Linked DNA regions of Mus musculus: region 1 is linked to region 2. Evidence: chromatin contacts called from public Hi-C data. All regions are on one chromosome and are shown on one strand. The core of a region is the stretch at or near the end of the contact, and the rest is flanking DNA. Distances in the headings are between cores, read along the strand shown. Region 1 overlaps Mreg (melanoregulin). Region 2 has its middle 6.0 kb from the start of Gm30160.

Region 1 (6,547 bases), core at 565-3,064, 460 kb after region 2:
AAACCCAAGGTTCTGGTACTTGTTGACAAACACACTGGAGGCTACGACTGGAGAATTCCTTAAAGATTATGAAAGGGACAGTTTTGCATGCAGAGGACACTCTCCTTTCTGATCACCAAGAAGGTAGGACAATCCTACTTCAAAGACTCTGCTTCCATTCCTACATATAACCCATTCCTTCCAATCCTCTGCCTGGGGAAGCAAAGACACAATGAAACGTGACTGCACACAGCAGTTCACACAGACACACACACACTCACACAGACACTCACACACACACAGACACTCACACACACACACACACTCTCACACACACACACACACACAGACACTCACACACACTCACACACACACACACACTCACACAGACACTGACACATACACACTCACACACTCACACAGACACTCACACACACACACTAACACAGATAATGACACACACACACACTCACACAGACACTCACACACACACACACACATACACTCACACACACACACATACACACACACTCACACACACACCATTAGAAAAAATTAGTGACATTTACCAACTTTATGCACAAAAAGAGCATACTCAATATAATATGACCAAGTATTTTACTATTTATTTTTGCAGATTGTCAAGCCTGGATTAAAACCCAGCCCACAGTCTCAAGTCTTTCCTGCAAGCCCCTGCCATCCCCACTCTTAGAGCTCCTCAGAGTCCCCCAAAGTTTATGTGGCCGTTTGGAAAGAGACCAGAGCGAATAGCTAAGAAGGCCACGTCCCCGAGGGACGTCTAGATGTACCCTTTTGCACCTATTTTCAATATTTTTTCTGGTAAGGTCAACTGAAGCTAGGGGAAAAAAAGAAAATCAGGTAAAAATGAAGCCTGAAGAAACAGAATCACATTCCGTTGGACGAGTGAACAGATAAGATGCGGTGGCTGTAGGAAAGGCTGCGTCCATCACACCCCTCTGGGATGGCTGGCCTGGGTTACCTGGGCCTGGGTAACCATCAAGGGTGTCAGATCTCCTGGATCTGAGTCACACACTGCACAGCCAGTACTAGCAACCTGTGGTCCCAACACACACTTCTGCACGCTGGAAGCTGCTTACAACGAAACACACACGGCTTAGGGAAGGGGGAGCTCAGCTCGTCTTAACTCAGGTCCACAGAAAATCACCCCGAGTTAAGAGCTTTGATAACAAAGACAATAAACTAGGGGGGAAAAAAAAGCTGGGTGTGACTTTTCCTCACCTGATCCATAATTAAACTTGGCAATTATTTGTGCCTGCTGGTATTCATTAGCTACATGGACTGACTCTTAAACTGCACAACCATAAAGTGGCACAGCCAAACCAGCATGCGTAACAATTGCTGATGGAACAACAGGTATCCAGGAGCCCTGCACCCTGATGATCCCTTTCCCCGGTATCCTAGGGACCTGAAGGCTGAGCTGCAGCTCTCCACCCCCTCCAGAACTGAAGGATCTCCTATTTCCCACACAGGTGCAATCAAAGCCAGCAAACAAGCCGCAAGCCTCTTCTGCATACTCGTCAGAACCCTCCCGTGATCCCCAGCTGAGTCACACTGACAGCAGGAGGTCCCAGTGGGTCTGTGGCGAGCCTCTCAAGCAATTAAGAGCTGATTTCATTTATTCTGAGAGAAGCAAGACCGACAGAGGGCAGGAGTCAGGGCAGGAATGTTTACAAGGACAGAGTGGGGGGGGGGGGAGGGGGAAGGCTACAATAAAGCTCTGGAGTAAGCGACTGGCTTCACTGCAAGCGACTAACGTGACACTGCAAACACACATGTGACCGATGGCTTCATCACGCTTGAGCCAGTCCACTTTGGAGGAGTTCCACAGAGCCTGCTTCGGCCACTCATAGACACACACCCTCCCTCATCCCCACCCAGTTTCCAGAGCACTCAAGTAAAGCAAAGCCAATCAGTTTAGAAAAGCATGGGGCGGGGGGAGCGGGGGGGGGGGGCAAATCATCACGGATTATGCTATAAGTACTAGGGAGAATTTTTTCTTTAAATAAAGCCCATGACGACAAGGTAACACATCTGAATTGTATCCAGGCAGTAAGGAAACTACAAGGGCACAGCAGCATCTGTGTACTCAGATGAGATAGGCACACCTTTCCATTCAGCAAGCAGACAGACAGCCTTTCTCAGATATATATACCCATGATCCTCTTCTCTAGCCAGGCTGCACACCACCTACTAGAGCAGCCATTTGTGATGTACTAACTGTACTTTCACTGGGAAAGTGGCTGACGGGTAAAGCGTTTGCTGCACTCGCTGGAGGCCCTGAGTCTGGATCCTCAGCACCACACACAGTTGGGCAGGGTCTATCAAGGAACCCGGTGATCACTGAACAGGGATACAGGCAGAGGCTGGCCTCTGAGAACCAGGGGTCCTCCATCTCTACCTCCTCACCGCTGAGCTGGAAGGTAAACGCCACCACGGCCAGCTTTCAATATGGGAACTGAGATCTGAACTCAGATCCTCAAGCACTTTACCCACTGAGCCACCCGGCCAGTCCCCAGAATATTTGGCCAAATACCTGTACATTGTAGCCCAAATACGTTGACATATAAAATTAACCTTAATATAAATCAATCAATCAATCAGCCGGGCAGTGGTCCTCAATAAGCTTGGCATTAGTCCTCAGTGTTTTGAATGTATACAGGGTCAACTGGTTGGTTGCTTTGTTTGTTTTTAAAATAAGACTTTTAAGACACATTTGTAGTTTTAGTTTCTTCTCAACTCCATCTGCCTTCTGTACCCGGAGGTAGAATCTTACCAGCAGATTGTCTTGAGCCCACCTGCCGACTAAGAAGAGCCTTCCTCACACACACTAACCCACAGAGGCCTGGCCCTCTGCTTCAGGGACAGGACACAACGGCTATGGAGGAAGCCGGCCAGTTTCTGCCCAGCTGGTCCTGCCTACATCACAGAGCTGCTGGTGTTTGTAAGTACATTTACCACTTCCACAAACCTTCCCTCCTGCAGCTTCAGACGGAAGTCAATGAGGACAGAGCCTCAAAAACAGCCCCACAGCAATGGCGGCCCTTGCCTTCTAATCCCAGCAGGTTCGGCAGCCTAAAGCAGGAGGTTATCAAGCCTGAGACAAGCTTGAGAGATTTCCAGGCCAGCCTGGACAATGGAAAAAGACAGACTCCTAAACAAAAAATAAAATAAAATAAAATAAAATAAAATAAAATAAAATAAAATAAAATAAAATAACAAAAGGCAAAGGCTACTGAGATGGCCCAGCAGGTAAGAGTGCTCACTGGCAAATCTGACGACTTGAGTTTAGGCCCTGAGACTTACATACGCAAAGGCCTGGAGACTAAAGAATAGATAGCTGCCAAAGACTAGGAACGTGCTAAATGTCACTACACAGAACATTCAGCGTTGAAAATGCCCTGGGAGACTGTGTGCCTGCAAGCATAAGGCCCTGAGTTCCGTCTCCTGAACCAATGGAAGCAGGGGCAAGCATGGCCTGGCGAGCTGGCTCACAGGTGAAGGTGCTTGCCGCCAAACCTGAGTTCAATCCCCAAACCCACTCCAACAAGCTGTCCCGTGACTTCCACAAGCGTTCTGTTTTAAGGGACATAAAACATCCAGGTGTAAGGGCGCATGCTCATGACATCAGCACTCAGGAAGCAGAGGGCGGAGGGGACTAACTCCTACAAATTGTCCTCCCCATATGCACATACAGTGTCCTCCCCCCCAAAAAAAAGATAAAGAAAAGAATATAAGCCAGGGGTGGGGGCAGATGTTTGTAATCCCTGCACTGAGTGGGGACAGGGCTTGTGAGCCACCAGTCTAGTCTACTTAGTTCCAGGTCAGTGAGAGATTATGTTTAAAAAACCAAGGTAGACATACCTGAAGGATACCACCTGGGGTTGTCTTTAGCTTCCACATGCATACTCAAACAAATTACATACACACAAACACATTGTATATATTTCAAAAGAGAGAAGATAATTAAATGGTAAGTGCTGTTATGTGTATTTTACAGGAACGGAGGGAGGGAGGGAGGGAGGGAGGAAGGAAGCAAGGAAGGAAGGAAGGAAGGAAGGAAAAAGGCAAGGTGGTCTATGTCTCAGCCTGTCCAGGTAAGTCTTGGTTTATATTTTTGGCTAGATATTAGCAAACATCTCCTTTCCTCCTAGTTAGACTTGGTGACTGTGACCCAAACTTGAAAACAAACAGTACAGTCACTCTAAAGTTGAATAGGTGTTGCCTAATTAGAGCATGGTGACAATACATCTCTCACCCTCCCAGCTGTGTGTGATCTTCCACATTAAGCATGCTACAGTGTGTCCAATGATGTCCCTGCCCTCTGCTATCATCTAATTGCCAGTTTACTGCCTCAGCTCTGCTGGTTAACATGGCTCGCACAGATGTGTAAAACAAAAAATGCGGGGTATGCTAATCCTGACATCCGGAAACAGCTATACTTTTTAAAATAAGCAGATTGTGACCTGGTATGGTTCGGTGGACTGTACTATCCAGAATATGCCATAGCACCAGGGGCATGTCACCCCAATAGCCCCACAATCACCTAAGAACTTACCACCCTAATTGCACTGTATAGGGTGTGTCCATGTAAACACACAGACTCTACTGTCTACTTGACAGCATTAAGTCAAGATTTACACAGGCAATTTTGGCTTTAACCAGAAAGTAGACCAGGTTTTCCCAAACTTACCGGAAGGACCAGAAGGGTGTTTCTAGTCGGACAGGTTTCTGGGTTACACAGCCCTGGGCAGGGACCGCAGTTATCCCTCCCCTTTCCTCCAACCCTTTGAGATGATTCAGTTTCCTGAGCTTTTAGCTTTCCTGCTGAAAGTCCCCCTCCCCGAGCTTCAGGAGAACTCAATACTTGTCAGGACAGCATGCCACACGCACACTGCTCAGCACACAGCACAGTACTTCATAAATACTGCTACCCAGAAAACAGGGCGGGGCCCCTGGCACCTCGGCTCCTGTGCTTTCCGGATCCCTCATCAGGTCACCTAGATCCGAACAGTTGCTAGCAAAGTAAAATGCAGAACTGAGGCATTTGGGACCAAGGGCTTGGCTCAGACTTAGAGCAATTGGCTAGTGCCCTAGGTTGAACCCCAACACTTCAAAAAAGCCAACAAAAAAGAATGCCTTCAGAGACTGATTATTCGAATCCCCCATAAAAAGCATTTGGAAGAACCCAGAATTATCTGGAGAACAGCTTAAACGTCCCCCTGTGGTTTTGTGACTTGTGGTTGGTGTGACTTGCGGCCCTATCTCCAACACTAGGCAATGCTCTGCCATGTGCAGGCAATCAGGTGTCCCTGAAAGGATGAGGTTTGCCCAACTCTGGAGACCTGCTGGGGCAAGTAATGCAGAGCCCGACTGGAAAACCCAAGTCTCCGGGCACTCCAGGGATCCTCCACGAGCCTGGTCTGCGATCAGGTCAGCCCTTTCTTTCTCTGCAAATATCCCAATCAACTATACTCTGCTGTTTCTTTCTGGATCAAGGACATGATAGCCTGAACATAGGATCCAACACTAGAAATAGCCCCTAAGGAAGGCCAGACACTATTTTAAACCTTACAGAAACTGTGTGCCATGCCTGCTAACAGGGTGCCAGAACCTAGCCCTCTTGCTATGATTATGATTTTGTCTTTAACATTTAAAATAAAAAAAACCCTAATACTATTTAGCTAGCTGTTCCCCTGGGGTTTGGGCCAATGTGGTTTCTACAGGATTATTCCATGCACACAAGCATCTGGTAACCATGTGGCACCTGTTGATGTGTAAATACTACCTGGGTGACAAGTTGGCAGGTTCCTATCATGACAACTGCATACATTTTTGATCATGTGGTTACTCATCTGCCAAAAACGTAAGCAGAGAATTTCTGTCCTCCGACTATGCCTTTAAAGGCATTAAGGAGAATGCTCTGACATTTAACATGAATTCTCTTAATCGAAAGTGTCAAATCTGAACTGGGGACATGGCACAGTGGCCAAACAGCTGCCTAGCAAGTTCAAGATCCTGGACTTATTCCCAGCCCTGCAGAATTAAGTACCCAGTCCTCAGAGAGCTGTTGGCGGGGCTTGGCAAATGTCGAGCAGCATCGGTCACCATGGAAAACCATAATGCTGAGACACACTTCCTGAAATGTGGCCGCCGGCCTCCCACCAAGCATGGCACTTCTTTCACTCGTGAAAATGCCTTTCCTCTGCTGGCTTCAACACGTTTCTGCTCATGCTCTCTGAAACCCGATCTAAGTCTGAATTTAGGCACTGGTGGTGTCCGTTCCTCCCAAGTATTACGTCTTGGGACTCTTAAAGCCCAGATTCAAATCCTGGCTTTAAACGTAACAGGTATGTGCTCTTGAGTAAGTTGCTTAAAATGGAAGCAATAACTGTGCTTACTTACCGAGTTGTTACCAGGGCATCCTAACATTGGCGCGCACACACAAACACACAAAAGAGGAGCCTAGCGCTAAGCACTGCTTTCAGTATTATGTTCAAGAAAATCAGTATCGTTACTATTGCTTTTA
Region 2 (5,744 bases), core at 2,706-5,205:
AAAAAAGAAAAAGAGCAATGCCATGTTCCTTCAGAGGACCCTTGTTCAGTTCCTAGCCTCTATATCAGGTAGCTCACCATTACTTCTAACACTGGCTTCAGGAGAATCCAACATCTCTGGCTTCAGCAAAAATTTGCACTCATGTGTGAATACCCCCCAGATTCGCATACATACACATAATTAAAAATCATAAGAACAAACTTTTCAATTATATTTATAATGGGTTTACAATACAGAGAAGATCCTTATGATGCAATTATCAAATAAAACATAATAATACAAGAAAATGTTTTTCGTATGCCCACAACTACATTGAACATATTCATTGAAAGATGACTGGAAAAAACCCACTAAAGGGTTAATAAATACCCTTGTGTAGGTGAGTTTGAGCTATAACAAGTAACTCTTCAGTTTCAGAGGCCTAACAAAAGTGCTTTTTTAAGATCTGTATCAGAGTCCAGGTCAGGTTTGGAAGGCTGCTCTTCTTGCTGTCTTTGTTTGGGAACCCAGGCTTTCCTGTATTAGTCAGCAGATAAAGTGCTGCGTGAGTGGAGGGAGACACAGCACTTCTATCTGTACGTGAATGGCCAGAAGGCAACCACATGGCCCCAGTTAATGGCAAAGTTCTGGGAACAGCATTCCCAGCAGGAAGGAAAGGAGCCTGAATTCTGATAGAGCTGGCCTTGTTATTGTCATTCCTAGGATAGAAAACTGAATGGATAATTCCTGGTAATTTATATTTCTTTGATTTTTCTGCATTTTCAGTGTTTCTTCAAGTAATCGTTTATTACAAGTGAAAACTTTGTACTTAAGAGCCCTATATATTTTTCATTGTCTTTTAAAAGATTTGTTCTTATTATTTTAAATTTGTGTGGGTGCGCTCTCGCACGTGCATGCGCACGTACACACATGCCCAGGTGCCCTTAAAGCCAGAGGCACCAGATCCTTCTGGAGCTGAAGTGACAGTTGTGAGCTACCTGATGTGAAGACTGGGAGCCAAACTCACGCCCTCTGAATGATCAGTGAGCATTTAGTCTCTGACCCATCTGTCTAGCCCTAGTCTTATGTTTTATCTTGAGACAGGTTTCACAATATAGACCTAGATTGCCTCAACTATGTAGACCAGACTGGCCTTGAACTCACAGATATCTACCTTCGAATGTCTCTCAGGTACTGAGATTATAAGTATGTACCACCATACCTGGCCTTTCTACATGTTTTAAAAGAAAGCCCTTCAATACATTCTATAACATGAATCTGTAATCTGTAAGAGATTTCCTTGAAAGCTGAGCCTAGTGGCACACAACCTTAACCCAAGCACTTGGGAGGCAGAGGCAGGTGGATCTCTGAGTTTGAGGCCAGCCTGGTCTGCCAATCAAGTTCCAGAGCAGCCAGGGCTGCACAGAGAAACCCTGTCTTGAAAACACACACACACACACATTTTCTTAGATATCAAAAGGCTAAATTTGGTTCAGGTAAGAGAATCTGCTGCAAGATGATATAACTAATACCATATACAGAAAACCACCCAGTGTGAGCAGTTCTCTTTCCTTCAGATGATGAATTAAATATCTAAGCAGAAGTAATAATCTCATTGATCACCCCCCAAATTCAGTGAATATTGTTTAAGAGACTAGAGAGTAACACAATCCCTGGTTTGTGTAGAAAGAAATGGAGAAGTGGAAATGTCTGAGACTGCGGTTCCTAAGCCTCTCTTGTCAGCCGCAATCCTCTATGGCTCCACTGTTCCCTAGTTGTCCTTACGTTTGGCCCACCCGCAGTAGCCCTCTTCTTACTTGAGGGAAGAACAGTATGAAGATGTTAGAGGCAGGGCATAGTAAAAGATGCCTTTAATCGCAACACTCAGGAGTCAAAAAGAGGCATGTCTCTGTGAGTTCTAGGCCAGCCAGGGCTACCTAGTAAAACCCCTATTTTATAAAAAAAAAATCTATGTTGGAGAAACAAATGGCCACTGCCTTCAACTCCTTTTCTCAATGTCTAAAAGCCATAGTTTGTTCTGGGTAGTGTCCAAACATTCAGGGTGTCGTTCATCCATCCATGTATCCTGCTACCTACTATAAAGAAACGTTGAGTGCCCATAGGGACCACATCATAAATGAAAGTCTTTTTCCACAGGCAAAGCAGAGAGCTATTCCACAGGCAGAAATTCTTCTCATTTGCTCTATAAAAGCCACCTCAAAAATGGGATCTGTTTGGGTCCTAACTAAGAGATAGACTAGTTTCTAGGACTGGAGACTAGCTCTCCATGACCTTCTGGTGATTTTGGTCTTCTTTCCCACCACATTTGTCTTAAACCTTTTTCTTCTTCTCTTGAGATGTTCTCATGAATGTTAGCATGGTCCTTCAAAACACATGTTCCATTCCAATGCAAATCCTATCTTAAACAATGTATCTTTTAGACAGAAAGGCTCTATTCTGTTATCAGTGCATAGATAGAGTCCTCAGCAAAGATGAGTTCTGTGAGCCATCGACTTTACCATCCAGTGTGCATCAAGCTAGTGGGATAGTAACCCAGTTCTGATGCTGCCATCGTGGAAAAGTTGATCTTCTCTTCATCAAGCTAACATAGGGATGTTCTACATATGCAATAGATTCTGCCTTTAGACTAGTTCACTGTTATCTCTTCATTTGCAAGTTGTTAAACCACTTCTATAATAGAAGTCATAGAGAAGACACTGGACTAGCTAGCAGCTCATTTTATGCCATAATTGTCTGGTTAAAATAAGAAAAGTCACATTTTTTTGACCTTCTCAGTTTATCAGATTGAGAAACACGAATTGTTATTACATAGCATGCCTGGATCGTTAGCATTTCACAATCGCTAACATTTCATTACCCTTTCTGAGTACAAAATGTCACTAGGAACATATGTGAAATATTTAGGAACCTTGCCTAAGATACAATAGAACGTGAAAAATATTAGATTTGATATTTTGAGGATAAAAGGGAGGAGGAGGAAAAAATGTCTTGTTAGATTCCAATTAGAATTTTAAATTGGTTGAATGCTGAAGTCAGTCTTGCTTAATTGAATAGAGTTTGCCATCTGCCCACCCACATCCAGTCTTTCATGTCTCCCATTTGCATTCAAACCTTTACACGATCAGTTGTATCTCTAGAGCCAGACAAATTGAGACTGAGGAGTTTATTATATGTGTTGCAGATTATTGCATAACTTCATATTATATTAAGGCAGAGAATATTGGGTTTTCTAAGCTGTCAAGCAAAGCAGATCAAATTTTCCAAGTATTTTGATCATTCTTTCCTTTTTCTGTCATCTCTGGGATTAGCTCATCTTATAGCTATGTAAATGCCTTTCTTGTGTCCACACAGTAAGTTATGGGCTTTATTTAAAAGTCACTTTCAATTCAGTCTCTGACCAGCAGGCTCAGAGCCTTTATTCAACAGTGACACTTAAAAGCAAACGGAAATAATTGCATTTTTGTTAAGATATAATTACTATTGTATGCTAGAAAGAAAATTAAAATATTTTTCTTAGTAGTCAGCATTTCTGGTGGTCATAATGTTGGCCACATAAAAGGGTTCCTATTTTACAAAAGTACTCCTTTAACACACATAAGTTCATTTAAATGAGGAAGTATGCATGGTACTAGAATGAACCACATAATATTTGAGGCAAATATTAGTGCCTGTTATCTGTATAGTGCTTCTCAGGGAGGTTCATGCTAGCAGGAGCAGTCCCTGTCAATCATTTATCTCTCACTGTTTTAACGTTGGAAGAGTTGTATATATAAACTGTTCAGTAAAATTAGCACCAATTCCTGATGGCGCTTAGAGACTATACTATGCATAACTAATATCTAGGGGAGAGGAGTGTGTGTGAGCATGTCTGTGCACACACATGCATGTGCACATGGAGACTGACAGACACTCTCACATAGAGTTTCTCAGATTCTTTCACTTTAGTGGCCTGGAGCGTCATAGTCAGACTAAGCTGGCCGGCCGGTGAGCTCCATTCCGAGGATGACAGGTGTACACTGCCCCATCTGGCTTTTTCATGTGAATTCTCTATATTGAACTCAGGGCGTCTTCATGCTTGCACAGCAAGCACTTACATGAGCCATGCCCCATACCCCATACCTAGCATTTTCTAGAGACAGTATGGATTAAAAGGAAATTTTACTTATCATTTAGAATATTAGAATATTTTCTTTATATATTTTTATTCCCTTGAGATGAGACAAAGGTCACTAGAATGTATAGAGTCCATTTATTTATTTTTTCCACTTTTGGTTCAAAAAGAAGCGCTCCCAGTTCTCAGAACAAGCAGGCTTACTTTGGCTTATGTTTTTATTTGCGCTTGTCTCCACAGCCCTCTTTGTGCCTGTTTTTCCCTTTCCGGCCCTTTTGAGTCATATGTTGACATAACTCAGTGCAAAGCCTTGGGTTTGAAGAGAAGTGGACACTAAGTCCAGGTACACAGAGATTCTTGTCTGATAACACCGCAAACACTCTGCCTGCAGACTTCCTACATTTGAGACATAATATTTTCGAACACTAATTTGCCAAGCAGGTTGGCGGTGACTCTGCCTGCCTGCTGCTGCTTGTCTGAATTAGGAAGGCTCTGTCTACCCTCTCTGACTCCGGGTTTGTTTCTCAAGTAGACACACTAATAAAGAGCTCCTTTTGAAGTAGGGAATCTAGGCTTTTTTTCTTCCCTAAGCTGTGGAGACAATTTTCAAAAGTAACTTCTTTACTTTTGATGAAACACAACTCACAGCTCATCTCAGAAAGAAAAACATCTCAAATTTTGCACTGTTGAAAATTTCAGTCCAAGAAGCTGTGTCTTTTTTTTTTTTTTTTTTTTTTTTTTTGATCATTTGATAACCTTCCCTTTCTTCTCTATGGCTTCACAGTTTGGAGGTTATAGGCACCTAAAGTCATTGTTCCTATCTGATGTTTTCAACTGTGCTCGGGTTGTTACATTTACTACTTAAGAGAGAAACAACAGGCGACATGGAGGGAAGAAAGGAAGCAACAAAGTTACCAGGCAGAGCTGAGAGCCCAAGAGTGGGAGGTGGAGGAACCAGAGGCGCTTTAAACACCAAGTTTCTTACTTTAACATGTGGAGAATTTCATGAGTCTGGTTCTTTCGTGAAACAAAATAAGCAAAATGGAAGATTTAATGAAGAAGTTTTGCATATTTAAAACTGGAGAAACAGGGGCTGAGAAGACAGCTCAGTGAATAAACAGCTTCCCCCAAAACCCACTATGCCCTGTAGTCCAGTGCTCCTATATCAAGTGAAAGGATGGAGAGAAAGAAATCTGCACTCCTGGACCAGCCTGGAAATACATAGCAGAAAACAGGAGACTCTGTCTCAAGGCAGATAGTGAGGACTGACACCCAAGGCTGACTAGATCTCCTCACACTTGTATACATTGTTTTTTGTTTTTTGTTTTGTTTTTTAAGATTTAAGGAAAGATGTGCGGGGCTGGAGAGATGGCTCAGTGGTTAAGAGCATTAACTGTTCTTCCAGAGGTCCTGAGTTCAATTCTCAGTCACCACATGGTGGCTCACAACCATCTGCAATAGGATCAGATGCCTTCTTCTGGTTTGTCTGAAGACAGCAACACCACCAAATAAATAAAATAAAAAAGATGTGCCTATAAAAAAATGCCTTGCAGGTTTCACATAAATACACACAGGCACACATATACACATATGCCCATGCATATGCAAAGGCACATGAGAGAGAGGCAGGACT

The links. Hi-C and Micro-C count contacts between places; a contact is called where the count stands out from the background.
Region 1: a Hi-C map of liver shows a contact between it and region 2, with 1.9 times the contacts expected there. The contact joins two enhancer-like sites. A contact is called at or near these places in 1 of 484 Hi-C or Micro-C datasets (liver) and 1 of 115 datasets of contacts at active chromatin or transcription factors (pancreatic cancer cells).

What each region holds. Positions count from the first base shown.
Region 1 is chr1:72,181,592-72,188,138 of GRCm38.p6, forward strand. The region is part of intron 2 of Mreg (melanoregulin); the gene reads right to left. Among named protein-coding and RNA genes, the nearest start is that of Mreg, 27 kb to the right of the region's middle. Within about 2 kb of position 1,815, at least 79 of the 459 cell types and tissues checked have an H3K27ac peak or open chromatin away from gene starts, as enhancers often do. A contact at or near this core is called in liver, where this site is marked.
Region 2 is chr1:71,719,571-71,725,314 of GRCm38.p6, forward strand. No RefSeq gene overlaps it. Among named protein-coding and RNA genes, the nearest start is that of Gm30160, 6.0 kb to the right of the region's middle. Within about 2 kb of position 3,956, at least 28 of the 459 cell types and tissues checked have an H3K27ac peak or open chromatin away from gene starts, as enhancers often do. A contact at or near this core is called in liver, where this site is marked.